Linked DNA regions of Macaca mulatta: region 1 is linked to region 2. Evidence: chromatin contacts called from public Micro-C data. All regions are on one chromosome and are shown on one strand. Each heading gives the region's core, a stretch centred on a gene start, on an enhancer-like site or on the middle of the called end of the contact. The rest is flanking DNA. Distances are from core to core; before and after follow the strand shown.

Region 1 (7,187 bases), core at 471-2,970, 160 kb after region 2:
TTCTGTCTGTGTCCCTATCATGAGTTCTGCCTTCAGATTGACCTTGCCTCTCCTCTCCTGACCATGGGAAACATGGTCATGTACATTATAATATCTTGCAGTTTTAGCCCTGGGGAGAAACTGACTTTTTCACTTCCAGTTTCAAAATTTTCCAAGAAGGCTTTTGATTGGATTCAAATATGTCAGCTCTTCCCGCTGGGACCAATCCCCTGTGGCAAGGTGGGGGAGGGAAATTTGAGAAAGGCCGTGAATGGTCCAGCTTAAGTCAGAGGTACAGTTTTCACGCCTCCACCCCCGTCCCCACCCCCATCCCCACCCCCGCCCCCACCCCCGCCCCGTCAACAAAACGGCTCTGCCCTGTAAGCCTGTGGGTGTGGGTGAAGGTGGAAGTGGGTCGGAAGAGGCTGCGGGCTCCAGAGAGCCAGGAGGGTAGGGGGAAGGGCAGAGTTAAGGAAACAATGGGTCTAGCACTTCTACTGACCTTGTTTTCAGAAACAACCACAGGGCCTCTGGCCCGAGTGGAACTTGACTTATGAAGGCGAGAGACCTGACTATTGAAAAAGGACGTCTCTTATGAAATCTGAATTTCACTTAATCCTCAGAACAACTATTGAGGGGATTGTTACTACTCCCATTTTAAGACGCGGGCTGTAGACAGGGTAACCACCGGGTCCACACTCACACAGCGAATATGTGGTGGGGTAGGGCTCAAGTCCAGGCGGTTCCAAAGCCCCCCGTGCTGTTTGCGCCATGCGGTGCCGCCACCAAGCCCACTCTGCGGGGAGAAAAACCACAGGCCTCGGAGGAGGAGCAGCTCCTCGCAGTGGGGTGGGGCAGAGGCCAGCGCGAGGCCTTGTTCGGTGGAGGATTCCACAGGCCTGGAACGGAAAGGACTGGAGCTCTGCAGGCAGGCAGAGCCCGGGGCGCCCAGTCCCCCCAAGCTGCGACAGCCAAGCCGATGGGCACGCACGGCGGGGCCTGAAGGAAAGGTCCAGACCCGGTGGGAAAAGCCACGCCCCGGTTGGAGCGCTTCCTTTCAGATCTCGGCCTTTAACTGCAATTCCATTTTAAGGGCAACCCTGCCCGGTTCACACCTAGCCTTGAAGATGACAGATTGCACTGTGAGCAATTTGCGGGGTGAGAAGGGGAGCCTACGACTCTGCACCTGCACCACCAGAGCCATAAATGCAGCAAATCATGGCCCATAAAATGTCACCACTGCTGAGGTGCAATTTTCCAGGGGGTCTTCTGCAGAGGGAGCTCCACCACGGAGAGCGACCCTTGGCTCTGCAGCCTAAGAGGAAGGCCCCTGCAGGGTGGGGGAGGGAACAGGGAGGTCTTTCTCCCCTTCCCCTTCGTGCCACTGCTCCCCGCTTTGTGACCCCACTCTGCCACGTGGTATAAGCTTCCGGGGGGCGGCATTAGTTATTTCTGCCTGAGGAGTTTTTGACCAAACGTAAACATCGGAGGAGCGGGAACCTAAGCCCCGCCTGGGCTGGGCGGCAACGACCCTGACGCCGCGGCGGCAGAGCCGGAGCTCGAAGCAGCAGCGGCAGCTGCGAGCCGCCCCTCCCCCGCCAGGCTGGCGAGCCCATTTTCGCTTGGCCGGTCTCCGCGCTGCCGGATGGATTGCGCCCCACCCCCGCTCCTCTGCTCAGTCATTCAGACTTGGAAAGTCAATAACACGCTGACATCATCAGGGGTTTGTGTATTATTACACGGCTACTTTCCAGAGTACCTGGCATTATCTAAGAGAGGAGCACTCCGGCTGCCCAAGAAAGGGCCTGAACTGGGAGCTTGGCGGCCTCGGGGAGGGGCGGCTGCTCAGAGCCAGGCCTTTTCCTAGTGGGGAGGGCATCCACAGGGCACAAATTAGAAACAGATTATGAGCTTTGCTGCACTAAATGCAGATGCACTTTAGATATCGATACATGCTTCATTTTGGCTTCGGCTGCACTTATAAATCATCCTTAAGTGACCTCTATTTCTACCAAAGACATCCACTTGGTATTTAAGAAGCATTCTTAGTGATCCTCACAAAGGAAAAAAAAGGAGACATCTTCTGTGACAGGAAGCCAAAGGCTGGTTTTCTTTCTTTCTTTTTTGAGACTCTGTGTGTGTGTGTGTGTGTGTGTGTGTGTGTGTGTGTGTGTCTGTGTGTGTCTGTGTGTGTATGTGTGCGTGCGCGCCCGCGCGCACGATTCTCTGTTATGTAATCGCCATCACGGGTGATTAGGTCTTCTAGGTCTTTCCCTCCAGGGCTGAACTGGATGGTTTGGTTGCTGTGTTTTTCTTAAGCCTCACACAGGGCAAACAAACACACATGAAAAACATGTCCCAGATTTATGGCGCAAAACTGCTCTCCAAGCAAATTGCCTTAGAAGACTGTCTCAGTTTTGGAGGAAGGAAATAGATGAATTTGTTGCTAATTAAGACTCCTTATCTTACTACTCTGGCATTTCCTTTTTTCTAGAACGAGTTTTTAAAAATAATTTAATGTATTTTAGATGTTCCCTCCCCTCCCCCTTGCTGTAATGGTACTTGAAATAGCTTAAATAACTAATTGTATAGACAACTGTACTTTTGTTCTACACACACACAAACACCCCCCACCCACACACACCCCCCAGCTTAAAAAACGTGAAAGGCTCATACAACATGGTACCTTTTCTGTTTAGCTATGCAGGCTATTTCCTTCTTTACACACACAGGGCTGATGTCATTTAAATTCTCTTAGCATCTTAAATTGCAAAAAATGGCAGCCAGCTGAAAACTGGCTACCTGGAGAATTACAAGGCGAGAGAGCTGTTCTTTGGCCTCATCTTAATCTCTGTGTACCTCAAGCAGGGAGTCATCTCTGACTGATACAAGTCTTTAGAGCTCCCCAGAAGGAAGCAAAGCAGACATGTTTTTCAACAATGTACCAATTTCCCTATGTGTACTTGATCATTTCGGGAGAACTTGTAGTAGATTATGACTGCTTCCCTCCAGATGGTCTGAAGGAAAAACTCTCCCACCAGACTTGCACTTCTAAAATCACTTCCCCAGGCCTGGCCCTCCCACCCCACCCCCATTTCCCCTTTCGGAGGTGCAGGCAGCTGGGGAGGCCTGGAGCACCAGACCTCCAAGATGGTCCAGCATGTGTTGAGTCTGGAGGCTGAAGCTGCTGAAGTGGGGAAGGGTGGGGGCACTCGCTTCCAACTGAGAACTATTTACCTAGGGGGTTTCCTTCAGCTCAGAGAGGAGCATGCAAACCTGCCAGTCTGTCTCTTTGGTTCTCAAGATGAAGCAGCTCGTCAGTCTCTAAGCACTTCCGGTTTTTAGCCCAGCAGATCCTCTGGTCTTTGCCTCAGCCTCTCCCAGACACAACTGGCTAATATAGGGATCCTTGCTAGGGAAGGACATGGGCCACTTTGCTTTGGGTTCTGAGCTTCCGCAGCGGGCAACGGACTTCCTACCCTAGAGTTTCTGCCTAAGCAGGGGAGGACAAAGGCTGGAGGATCAGCTTGGATAGAAGCTGATAGGTAGGAGGCTGGCTACCAGTTGCCAAAGTTCAGCACCCCTAACTAGAGGCTGACAAGGTTCTTTGCCTAGCAGGGAACCTTATATTTGGCAGAGGAGGAGAGAATTCAGTGAAGAGGAGCCATGTTGGGGGGACCGAGGAGCAGGAGCAGGAGTCTCTGCCCTGGAGAAGCTCAGTGTGTTGGAACAGGTAGACACAGAAACGACCGCCTGCGAGCATGCCCTCTGCCCTTCAGTGAGGGCCTCTAAGGGGCGGGTCTTCCTGTGCTGGGGGAGGGAGAAGGAACTCCAGGCTGTTCCTCCCACAGCTGGCCCTGGAGGAACCTTGGTAATCTGATGGGTTAGGAGTGGTCCTCCCGGAGTGACACTATTTCCCCCATTCCTCTGGGCCTTTACTGCCAAATATTTGTCAGCTGGAAAGAACTGGTTGCATTTTGATTCATAGGCTTGTCTCTTTCAGGCGGTCCATGTGACGATTCTAGACTCGGACATTCAGTTATCAAATACAGCATCCTCCAGTGTACCCCTTGCTTTGATAAAGACCATGGCAATGCTTCTTAAACTATCGCAGGCAAGATTTTTAATCTACTGCCCACTGATATTTTTGTTTCTAAAAAATTAGGGAAATAAATTAAAACAGATGTATAAGATACAAGCCAATTTTTTATTATTAGATTCAGAAAATTACATGACAAAATTACCCTGTCAAACTGTTATGGCTATTTCTAAATGTTATTCTCAGTTGCTATGCACATCTCATTGTGGAATGCAACAAACAGTTGTTGAACCTGGGACTACACTTTGAGTTGCAATGGTGCAGACATTGAACCTGGATTTAGCTCCCATTTGTATTTAGGTTAGCCTGAACAGTTTTTTTTTTTCCTTCTAGAAAAATTGGATTAAAAATCCAGAGGATTCACAGGAAAATCCAGCTTTTCCTGAAAAGTAAAAAGCTGCAGGCATGAGCCTTGTCAACAATTAGGTGGGGCTGAATAGCAGCTGCCTCTTTGAAACCCAGCACACAGCCTTCTGTTGCCTACAATTCCAGCCTCTCCCTCTTTTCTTACCCATAGGCAGGTTCCCTCATTTAAGCTACCCGCTTGGCTGCAAAAAACATTTGAATCGGTGTATACCTTAGCAGGATATCCACTTGAAATGAGCTGCTTGGGTATTTTTCTAGCCTTCCCACAGGGAAAGACCACTCTGTAAAGGTCAACGGAACCCATCCAGCGTGGTTCCGGGACTGGAGGCTGCAGTGTAGCCCAGAGCTGCTATGAACCACTGGGTGTCCTAGATATTCTCTAGATAAGTGGATCATATACTTCACATCTATACGGGTTAAAATCTTTAGATGCTATTTTGATGAATACAACAATTCATTTAATAATTTATAAGTGTTACTGAATACCTGCTAGTTTTTTTGTTACTTGATTTTTCTTGGTTAATAGGTATAGAAAGTAAAACTATGACTGCTTTTATTTTTAAAATGTTCAAGAAGGGATACTTCCTTATGAAAAGGTTAGGGGACTGCTATTCCATAATAGTTGTCAGCATCACACTGTTTTGTGCATGTACCCCCTAAAAGAATCTTGAGGCCGGGCGCGGTGGCTCAAACCTGTAATCCCAGCACTTTGGGAGGCCGAGACGGGTGGATCACGAGGTCAGGAGATCGAGACCATCCTGGCTAACATGGTGAAACCCCGTCTCTACTAAAAAAAATACAAAAAACTAGCCCGGCGAGGTGGCGGGCACCTGTAGTCCCAGCTACTCGGGAGGCTGAGGCAGGAGAATGGCGTAAACCCGGGAGGCGGAGCTTGCAGTGAGCTGAGATCGGGCCACTGCACTCCAGCCTGGGCGACAGAGCGACACTCCGTCTCAAAGAAAAAAAAAAAAAAAAAAAAAAAAAAGAATCTTGAAAAACAATGTATTCCAGGCTCTTTTTAAAAATGATAGCTACACTTTGGCATCCTAAGTGAAAGTTGTTGCAAAGGAAATAATATCTAGTATATTGCAAAACGTTGACATTTTAGCAAAACATCACTTTAAAAAATGTATCCAATAGGATCCAAATGCCACAGCAGTTGGATACCCATCATTGTTCACTTAAAAAATTCATGAGCAAGCTCTTCTTTAACACTGGCAGGTTTTATATCATTTTTTTCTCCTCGAATTGATGTAGCCATACTGATATCTCATCAACAAAATAAATATCAATTTTAATTTAAAAATATGTGTGATTATATGGCTCTAAGAGTAAATTTTTTTTTTTTCTTTTTTTTTTTTTTGAGACAGTCTTGCTCTGTTGCCCAGGCTGAATGTAGTGGCATGATCTCAGCTCACTGCAACCTTCACCTCCTTGGTTCAAGTAATTCTCCTGCCGCCTCCTGGGTTCAAGTGATTCTCCTGCATCAGCCTCCTGAATAGCTGGGATTACAGGCACGTGCCACCATGCCCAGCTAATTTTTGTATTTTTAGTAGAGACAGGGTTTTACCATGTTGGCCAAGCTGGTCTTGAACTTCTGACCTCAAGTGATCCACCCGCCTCAGCCTCCCAAAGTGCTGGGATTACAGGTGTGAGGCACTGCGCATGGCTAAAGTGTTAACTTTTATTGATAATATATATCTTAATGAGGAGAATATGGCTTTTCTTCCAATTAGCTTATGTAGCCATGGTTGACTAATATTACCTGTTACTAGACTGACAAGTTCAGCATCAATTCTGTTTCTAATGTGTTGTTCACATACGTGCATGCATGTGCACAGACATACTCAAGAAACTTGATTACATACATAGGTGATATAAGTAGTTTTTAAAATAGCAATATTATCCCCAGATTCTCCAAACTCCTTCTGAATCATTTGCCAAAGATCTCATGGCTTGCCAGAAATCAGTTGTGATTGAACTCTATTTCAGTCTTGTGGAGAGCAAAGAATAAGAAGCCATCTGATGAGCAAAAGTACTTATTTTAAGTCGTTGGAATTATTCTTCCTCTATGTTGATTTTTTTTTTTTTTTTTTTTTTGAGGCAGTGTTTTACTCTGTCACCCAGGCTGGAGTGCTGTGGCACCATCCTGGCTTACGGCAGCCTTGACCTCCCTGGCTCAAGCCATCCTCCCACCTCAGCCTCCCAAGTAGCCGGGACTACAGCTGCATGCCACCATGCCAGGCTAAGTTTTGTATCTTTTTTAGAGATAGAGTTTTGCCATGTTGCCCAGGCTGGTCACAAACTCCTAGACTCAAGCAATCTGCCTGCCTCAGCTTCTGTGAGCCATCATGTCTGGCCATCTCCACACTGATTCTGAGACTTAGTTCTTCCTTTGCCGGCGCTCATGGTTGGGGCCATGCACCACGGTAGGATGTGGAATGGGTCCAAGGTATGCATTTCTTCAGTAAAGTAGAAGGCAGGAGATAAAGAGGTCATCTTGATGTTAAGCTCTTTCTCAGATAGTTACACATATAAGTTGAGGAAATTGATTCCCTCAAAAGTGGCCTTTTCTGTGTACCCCTTGGAAAGTCTTCATGTATCCACAGTTTGAAGATGGCTGCCCTAGAAAAAAGTCAGTTGCAGTAAACAGGAAGTCCATGGAGGTCAATGTAGCCAGTGATTGGACTAATAACACATTATGTTTGAATGGTTGGCCCAGTTGTATTTTGTGGCCCATTCT
Region 2 (7,349 bases), core at 2,298-4,797:
GCCTGGGGTATAAACGGCATAGAAAGCACCTCACATCTCCTAGAGCATAGCCCTGAGCACCTAGTCCCTCTCCTCTGGCTCTGTGGTAACAGGGCAATCAATTGCACTCTTACCGAACCCAATCCCAGAGGGGTAAACAGCCAAATCTCTCCAGTATCAGCTCTCTCACAGAGTCCTTTCTTTTTAACTTCAGGTTTCTATTGGTGGCAGAGCATGAGATACCACCTTGGTGGCACCTAAACTGAACGATACTCAACAATTCTTTACTACACAGCTCTAGGGTCCTAGCCCTCCTCTACCACTAGAATGTCTGAGCATAAAGTATAAATGTCTCATGCTGGCTGCTTTCCTTTTTTGCATTTCAGTGACTTATACTGTAAATGTTGTGAAGTGAGTCCAATTCACATGCACTAGAAAAATACAAGTTTTAGTGAATGCCAATGTTTCTGCCATACCTCTCCCCTAACTTCCTACCATTCATTCTTCTCTATTATTTTTATATAAATGACACCAAAATTGAACAAACCCAACAAACTATTTCAACCAACTTCATCAAAATGTGTCAGGTCAGAAATTATTTGTAACAGTACTGCTACAAATTGTACAAACAAGGGAGATTCCTTTGTCACCTACTTGTCTGACAAGGTTGTATGTATACTGCACTGATGGATTTAATCAACAGGTTGATGTTCAAAAGGTCTATTAATATATTTCCTTTTATCAGTAACCCCTATGTTCATATTATCTTCTGCCCTTTCTACATGTGAGCTTGAAAGGCTCCTAGAACACAGGAAGCAGTTAGCTCTAGTTCCTTCGGGAGACTGGTGTCATGATAATCATGCAAAACCTTTAATTAGGTGTCGAGAATACAAATATCAAAAAGATTCTTGGACGTACGTATTAAAATGCTTAACACTTCTTTGAAGCAACCAACGCAAAAACATCATCTCTGCAAGGGGCCACTCCACTTACCACCAGTGTCTCCCACATTAATACCCAAAGCTGGTATATGTTAAAAGAAAAATGTCTTATAAACTGACGGTGAGCTTTGCAACAATTTTTATGCCATTAACATGTCACTTTATTGAGTTCCTTAACACTAAGAAAAACTTTTCCCAGGCACGTAGTTTTCATCCCACATACAGTTCAGTATTTTTTCTGTACTGCAGGTCTGATTCTAACAACTCAAACGTCAAAAAATAGTTACTTATGAATTTAATGATTGTGATTACGTACATCTCAGTGCAGGATAGGGCTGGAAAAAAAAATATTCCAAACAAGAAAACCTGGATTTAATAGCAAGAAGCCTAATCACACATCACACGCCTAACCGCTCTCAGGCATAGTTTCTTCCTGCAGCCCCTCCCCCACAGGTAAATGCTAACTATTTCTAGAACTCTCAACAATTTGGGAAGCTTGCCATCAACTCCCAGGACACCACCCAACATACACCATGTTTTCGGGGAGACAAAGGTGCCTCAGACTATAAACTTATTAAAATGGTGAGAACATACAATCCCAGGAAGTCAGCATTACTAAAATACATCAATGTAGCATGGGTCTTATTTTAACAAAAATGAAAATGAATCACACTGGAAAACCCAAACAGTCACTCATTGTTATCTTCAACGTGTAATCGAAATTATTTATTCCAAGTTGTTTCAGGTAAGTGGATGAAGACACCACGAGGGCCTTATTATTATCCAAACTGGAGAAGGAGCCTTTAGGAAAAAAAGGAGGGGGAAGAAGATCACTTAATTACATGAGGTGGGGGGTGGAGAAACCATTCAGTCTTAAAATTCAGACTAAAAATAACCTGTCATTTTCACCCACTACATTTTATTAACAAGTTTGTTTAGATCAGCATACGGTTCCTGTTTGGAAAACAAGAAAGTGAACAGTAAACTTTCCTAAGTCAACTGCAAATCACATAGGTACTAAAACTCTTCACCCCCGGTGCCTGCACAGTCCAAGATTTTAAGTAAACTCCAGACATTGAGAACACCTAATTTCTAACTAGTTTCCAACATTTCTCATTTGTAATCACCAAATTATCTTAGAGACACTTAAGACAATCCAACAAAGAGAGCATTTTTTCAAAGCCACAACCCAAATTTTACATGAAACACACCATTTTCACAACCTAAATTTAATCCCGGTTACCAATGCGAAGTGATGCCTGCTTCAGCAAATTAAGAACTTCCAAAAATACTGAACACGTTAACGCATGGATGGCTTCCCTCGAGCTGCCATTTAAGATTAATATTCCACTTAAATAAAAGTCTGCTTCTGTTCAAAAAATTAAATCGGTTGCAAAGAGGAAGTTACCGAGAAACCACCCTCACAACGTGGCCTTTACACTGTCAGAAAATAACGTGACTCTGTGCCACCCAAAACTTACCAGGAAGCTGACAATAACTTTGCCAATTCTACACTCCTGAACCCAACTTCAAAGAATCTCCACCAAATACCTCCTTAAGACGATAGAAAGCACTAAGTTACAAATAAACACGTCCCGGAGCAAGGCCTGGCTGCCGCGCGCCCCTCCCCCGGCCGGCGCCCCCGCCCCGGACGCGCGGCCCCAACAGCCGCCCGCAGCCCCTAGCACGCCGGCCGGGGTCGCCGCGCCCGGGCCGGGGACGCGCCTGGGGAGGGGAGATTTCCATTGCCGCCCGAGGTTTCACAAAATAGCATACACCGAAAAGCTCCTTCTCCTCTGCTAAAAATAGGCTATAAAGGAGTCGGCCTCATGATGGCTCCTTGATTCAATTTGCTGCAAATCCTTTCCTAAAAGCCTCCCCCCCCCATACACACACGCACAAAAAGGGGGTGTAAATGCACGAAGGGAGGAAGAGGGGGAGAAGGCCGAGGTGCACATTTTCGGGGACAACATAATTAGGGTGAGGATCCCCCGAGACCAGGAAAGGGTAGGGGGTGGGCAGGCACGTGAGCATTTCAAAGAAACCTGAGAGAGGAAAACGGGGGGATGGGGGCGCCCCAAGTGCCCTCCCTGCCTTCCCTCCCCCCACGCAAGCCCAGTTCCCCCAAGGGCCAAGTTGAAAAATGCATGTTCCACTCGCGCCCATCCCCCGCGGCCCAGCGCCCCCGGCCGCCTCTGGCCCGCGCCCCCCGCCCAGGCCCGCGACCGCCCCCACTCCGGGGTCCGGCCCCCAGCGCTTACCTGGAAACGGTGGCCTCCAACGCCGCTCCCCCCTCCCGGGAATGGAGGCACTAGGAAATTCCCCTCCTCGCCGCCGCCGCCACCGCCTCCAACCACCCCCAAAATAACCCCTCCGGGGGGTGAGAGGCAATTATAACCCCAGCGAGCGGAGGGCGCGGGGGATGGGCGCCGGGAGGGCGGGGGCGGGGAGCGCGGCGCGGGTCCCCAGGTGGCGAGCGGAGGTGCTCCCGCCGCTGGGGGAGGGGCGGGGGCGCACGCGGCCGGCGGCGGGGGGAGGCGGCGCGCGGGGGAAGGGCGCGAGCGGGGAGAGGAATTGAGGCAGAAGGTAAAAGCTGTTACTAAGGGAAAGAGCCAAACGGTTCGGAGCAGCCAACGGCTCAGACACTCAACACTAGGGAGAGAGGAATGGGGACCAGCCAGGCACAAATGAGCTCGCGAGGCCCGCGGCGGCGGCGGCGGCGGCCGCGCAGCAAAACAAACCCGAGCGGCCTGCGCCGGGCGGGCGGGCGAGCGGGCGGGCGCGCGGGGGAGGGGCCGGCGGGGGAGGGGCGCCGCGGACGCGGGGAGGCGGTGGCGGCGGCGGCGCGGCGGGGGGGGCTCCAGCTGCCGCGCTCCTCTCCCTCCCGGCCCGCTCCGGCGGCGCTGGGGGCTGGGCTGTGCGGCGCATTCTTTTTAAAAATCAGGCGAGCCCCGCGGGCACTCAAAGGCGCCTCGGGGCCCCGGGCCGCCCGCCCCGCCCCCACCGCCGCGGGCTGGCCTGAGTGTGCTCGGGTGTGGGCCGCTGGGCCCGAGACGGGTGGGGGCGGGGAGGCCCGCGCGGTGGCCGGGGTGGAGCCGCTGGCGAAGTTTCCCAAGGAGGCCGCGGGCTTCCGCGTGTCCTGGGGGCGGCCCGGCGGCGCTGGGGGCTGGGCGCACACGCGGCGGGCATGTGCGGGAGCGCGGCGCGGCATCATATGGACATTTGTTTGTGAAAATCTCTGTGCACACCTTTGTGTGCGTAAATACATATGGTTCTCGGAAGCGTACCTGGAAAGGTGCTTTATCTGTATTAAGCGACTTTCAAAATGTGATCCAGAGCACGGGATCTGGAGAGAAAACACGCACACAAGAAAGGATTTTTGATACTAAACACAAAGCTGTAATTGAAGTGTTTATGCCCAAATGTACTGTGAATCAAGCATATGGTGGTATTTATCATCTGGTGGGTCTGTTTGAAAGGTTTGGTCGATCAGTTCTTATTTCACAAAAATAAAATAATGTAACTAAATGTTTACTAAACATATACCTCCACGGTGGCATCCACAGTAGAAGTTTACCCACTTTGTATACTTTTTGCATGTGTGAAGCACAGCAAGGCTGTTTATAAAGTGTACCTTTGATAAGTGATAATGTGGGCAGTATGATTGAGGGGGGTCGTTTTTAAAGAAGGGAGGCACTTCAGGTTTTAAAGCAAATGGGGTGGTAATCTTTCTAAGACTTTCAGAAAGATGGGGTGGGGCGCTTCTTAGAGCTCTGTATAAGCTCAGGACTGGAGAAGCAGCCACCCTTTTAATTAAGATACCACTTGAAACCTTTTTGTTATTTCGGTTATTACTGCCTTCAAAGCAAAATAATATTTGCAGCTTTTTCTTAAAGGTGAAGGGTACTGTTTTCCTGCTCTCATCACAATATTTGAAAATAGATGTAGCGATCACTTTAAAGCGACTATCATTTCCTCTCAGTATCAGAAGCCTAAAGTTTTGCGACACACACACACACACACACACACACACACACTACTTGTAACTTGCACCAGTGTGGACTCCTGGTGGCCTAAAACGTTCAGTGATTAGACAGGTGGTTTCTTGGCTAAGGTCAATGTCTCTTTCCCCCAGGAGCCCTTGCTTGGGGGAGCTGCCAGAGGCCTTTCCTGAATGACCTAGTGGGGCAGGGAGCAGGAAAACCATCAGAGGAAAGGGAGTAGTGGGATTGGAAACTCCCTTCCAACCACCAGAAAGAGAGTTCAAAGCATATCAGTGGTGTGGCCTTAGAGCTATTTTGATGTATGAAAGTGGGAATGTTGGATTAAACAATGTCACCCGATGGGAATTTAGATAACTGCAGGTTTCCAAAACACTATGCAGAGTGTACAGGGAAACCGCACAAAGCAAGTTTTGCATTTCAATAGGCTTCTAAAGCTGAGGCTTGTTTACCTCAAAACTAACACCTTTCAGAAGACTTTATTTCAGAATTGAGAAGAGTATAGTATCTTCCTTTTTTTTTTTTTTTTTGAGTTGATTAATGGCATAGATATCACTAAACATACCCTGTCTTCAATAAATAAACCATCTCGGTGGAGCCACTCAATGAAACATATCTATTGGCTTAGATTATTTTTTAAGTTTCATATTGTGCTACCACGGGCGGGTCTTCTCCATACAGCAGTGACCGTAAAATCAAACCCCACTTTCAGTGAATGAGGACTTCTCAACCATACAGTTCTTAAGCGTCATATTCAAAGCTGCCTACCCCATGCTTTCTCCTTCCCCTAAATGACCTCTCTCCCTTATTCCACAAGGGAGGAGACACCCTCCTTCAGGTTCATAGGATCAGGCCTTCCAGCCTGAAGTTCTTATACCCTACACCAAGCTGCCTCCTAAAGTTGTTCAGCGTTAGTTGAGCCTCCTAACAATGATAATAATCCATGCATTTGTTTATATCCCTATAGTTTACAAGACATTTCTGTGCATAAATGACTGCATTTTAATATGAAGATCATCGAGTCTGGGGACTTATAAATTCATTGCAGTAAAATGTACTTTACTCACCACTGTTGGATCACACTAATTGAAGAGAGAGCAGGAGTACTTTTTTTTTCTTTGAGACGGCGTTTCGCTCTTGTCACCCAGGTTGGAGTGCAATGGCAGAATCTCGGCTCACTGCAACCTCCGCCTCCCGGGTTCAAGTGATTCTCCTGCCTCAGCCTCCCGAGTAGTTGGGATTACAGGCGTGTGCCACCACGCCCGGCTAATTTTGTATTTTTAGCAGAGATGGGGTTTCTCCGTGTTGGTCAGGCTGGTCTCAAACTCCTGACCTCAGGTGATCTACCCGCCTCAGCCTCCCAGTGTTGGGATTGCAGGTGTGAGCCACCGTGCCCAGCGACCTGGAGTGCTTTTAAACAAACAAACAGAAAAAATGGGGGCACCCAAATGTGGAAAGGCCTTGATTCCTCCAGCAAAGGGGGTTTTAAATCACATCACATTTTGATCCCTTTGATTTTATATTCTGGAAACTATCTGAAACAACAGTGTGGCTTCAACGTTAAATACTCAGAGAAATAAACCATCACTCAGAGATCACATGTATTGTCCCATCACCCTCTAGCTGTCCCAACATATCCAGCATAAAGGATCAGGGCTGCACCAAAATACAAGCAATGATTATACTCACTGGATGAGGAAAGGACAAAGAAGGAACTCTTGTTACTAATATTCAATACTGTGTCCTAATCTAAAACTCCCATTACACTTTGAATTAAATGTTAATGTGTTTCTAGAAAGGAGAGATTACTGTGTTATTAACAAATTGCAAAGCAAAGGAGCACATTAAGAAGTTCTCTACTGGGTGCCATGGCTCACACCTGTAATCCTAGCACTTTGGGAGGCTGAGGCCGGCGGATCATGAGGTCAGGAGTTCAAGACCAGCCTGGCCAACATGATGAAACTTCGTCTGTACGAAAAACGCAAAATGTTAGTCGGGCGTGGTGGCGGGTGCCTATAATCCCAGCTACTTGGGAGGCTGAGGCAGGAGAATCACTTGAACCCTGGAGGGGAAGGTTGCAGTGAACCGAGATCGCGCCCCTGCACTCCAGCCTGGGAGACAGAGCGAGACTCTGATTCAAAAAAAAAAAAAAAAAGTTATCTCTTGAACTTTCTAGCTAATTACTTAATGAAGAGAAATTTCATACCAGTAACTGTTATCAGAAGTTACATATGTATTATAAAATGGCTAAACAAATCCTGACTTGTTTTATTTCAGTAATATTTTCCCAAAGGGGTATGGCATGGCAAGATAGCCTACACCTTTGCAACTTTCATCGCTCAAGACATGAAATATTTTTTAAAGTTAAGCTGTTCAATCCCAGGACTACAGGGTCTCATTACTATATGTACTTTTAAATCATCATGAT

The links. A called contact is a pair of places that touch in the nucleus more often than the background predicts.
Region 1: a Micro-C map of CD4 T cells shows a contact between it and region 2, with 18 times the contacts expected there. The contact joins the enhancer-like site here to the promoter of TBL1XR1 in region 2. A contact is called at or near these places in 8 of 14 Hi-C or Micro-C datasets (CD4 T cells, blood, cortical neurons and 5 more).

Annotation. Positions count from the first base shown.
Region 1 is chr2:89,332,846-89,340,032 of T2T-MMU8v2.0, forward strand. No RefSeq gene overlaps it. Among named protein-coding and RNA genes, the nearest start is that of TBL1XR1, 160 kb to the left of the region's middle. Within about 2 kb of position 1,721, at least 37 of the 40 cell types and tissues checked have an H3K27ac peak or open chromatin away from gene starts, as enhancers often do. A contact at or near this core is called in CD4 T cells, blood, cortical neurons and 2 more, where this site is marked.
Region 2 is chr2:89,171,639-89,178,987 of T2T-MMU8v2.0, forward strand. It overlaps TBL1XR1 (TBL1X/Y related 1), which reads right to left and starts at 3,548. Exons shown (of 18, transcript XM_077994184.1): 1 at 3,182-3,548.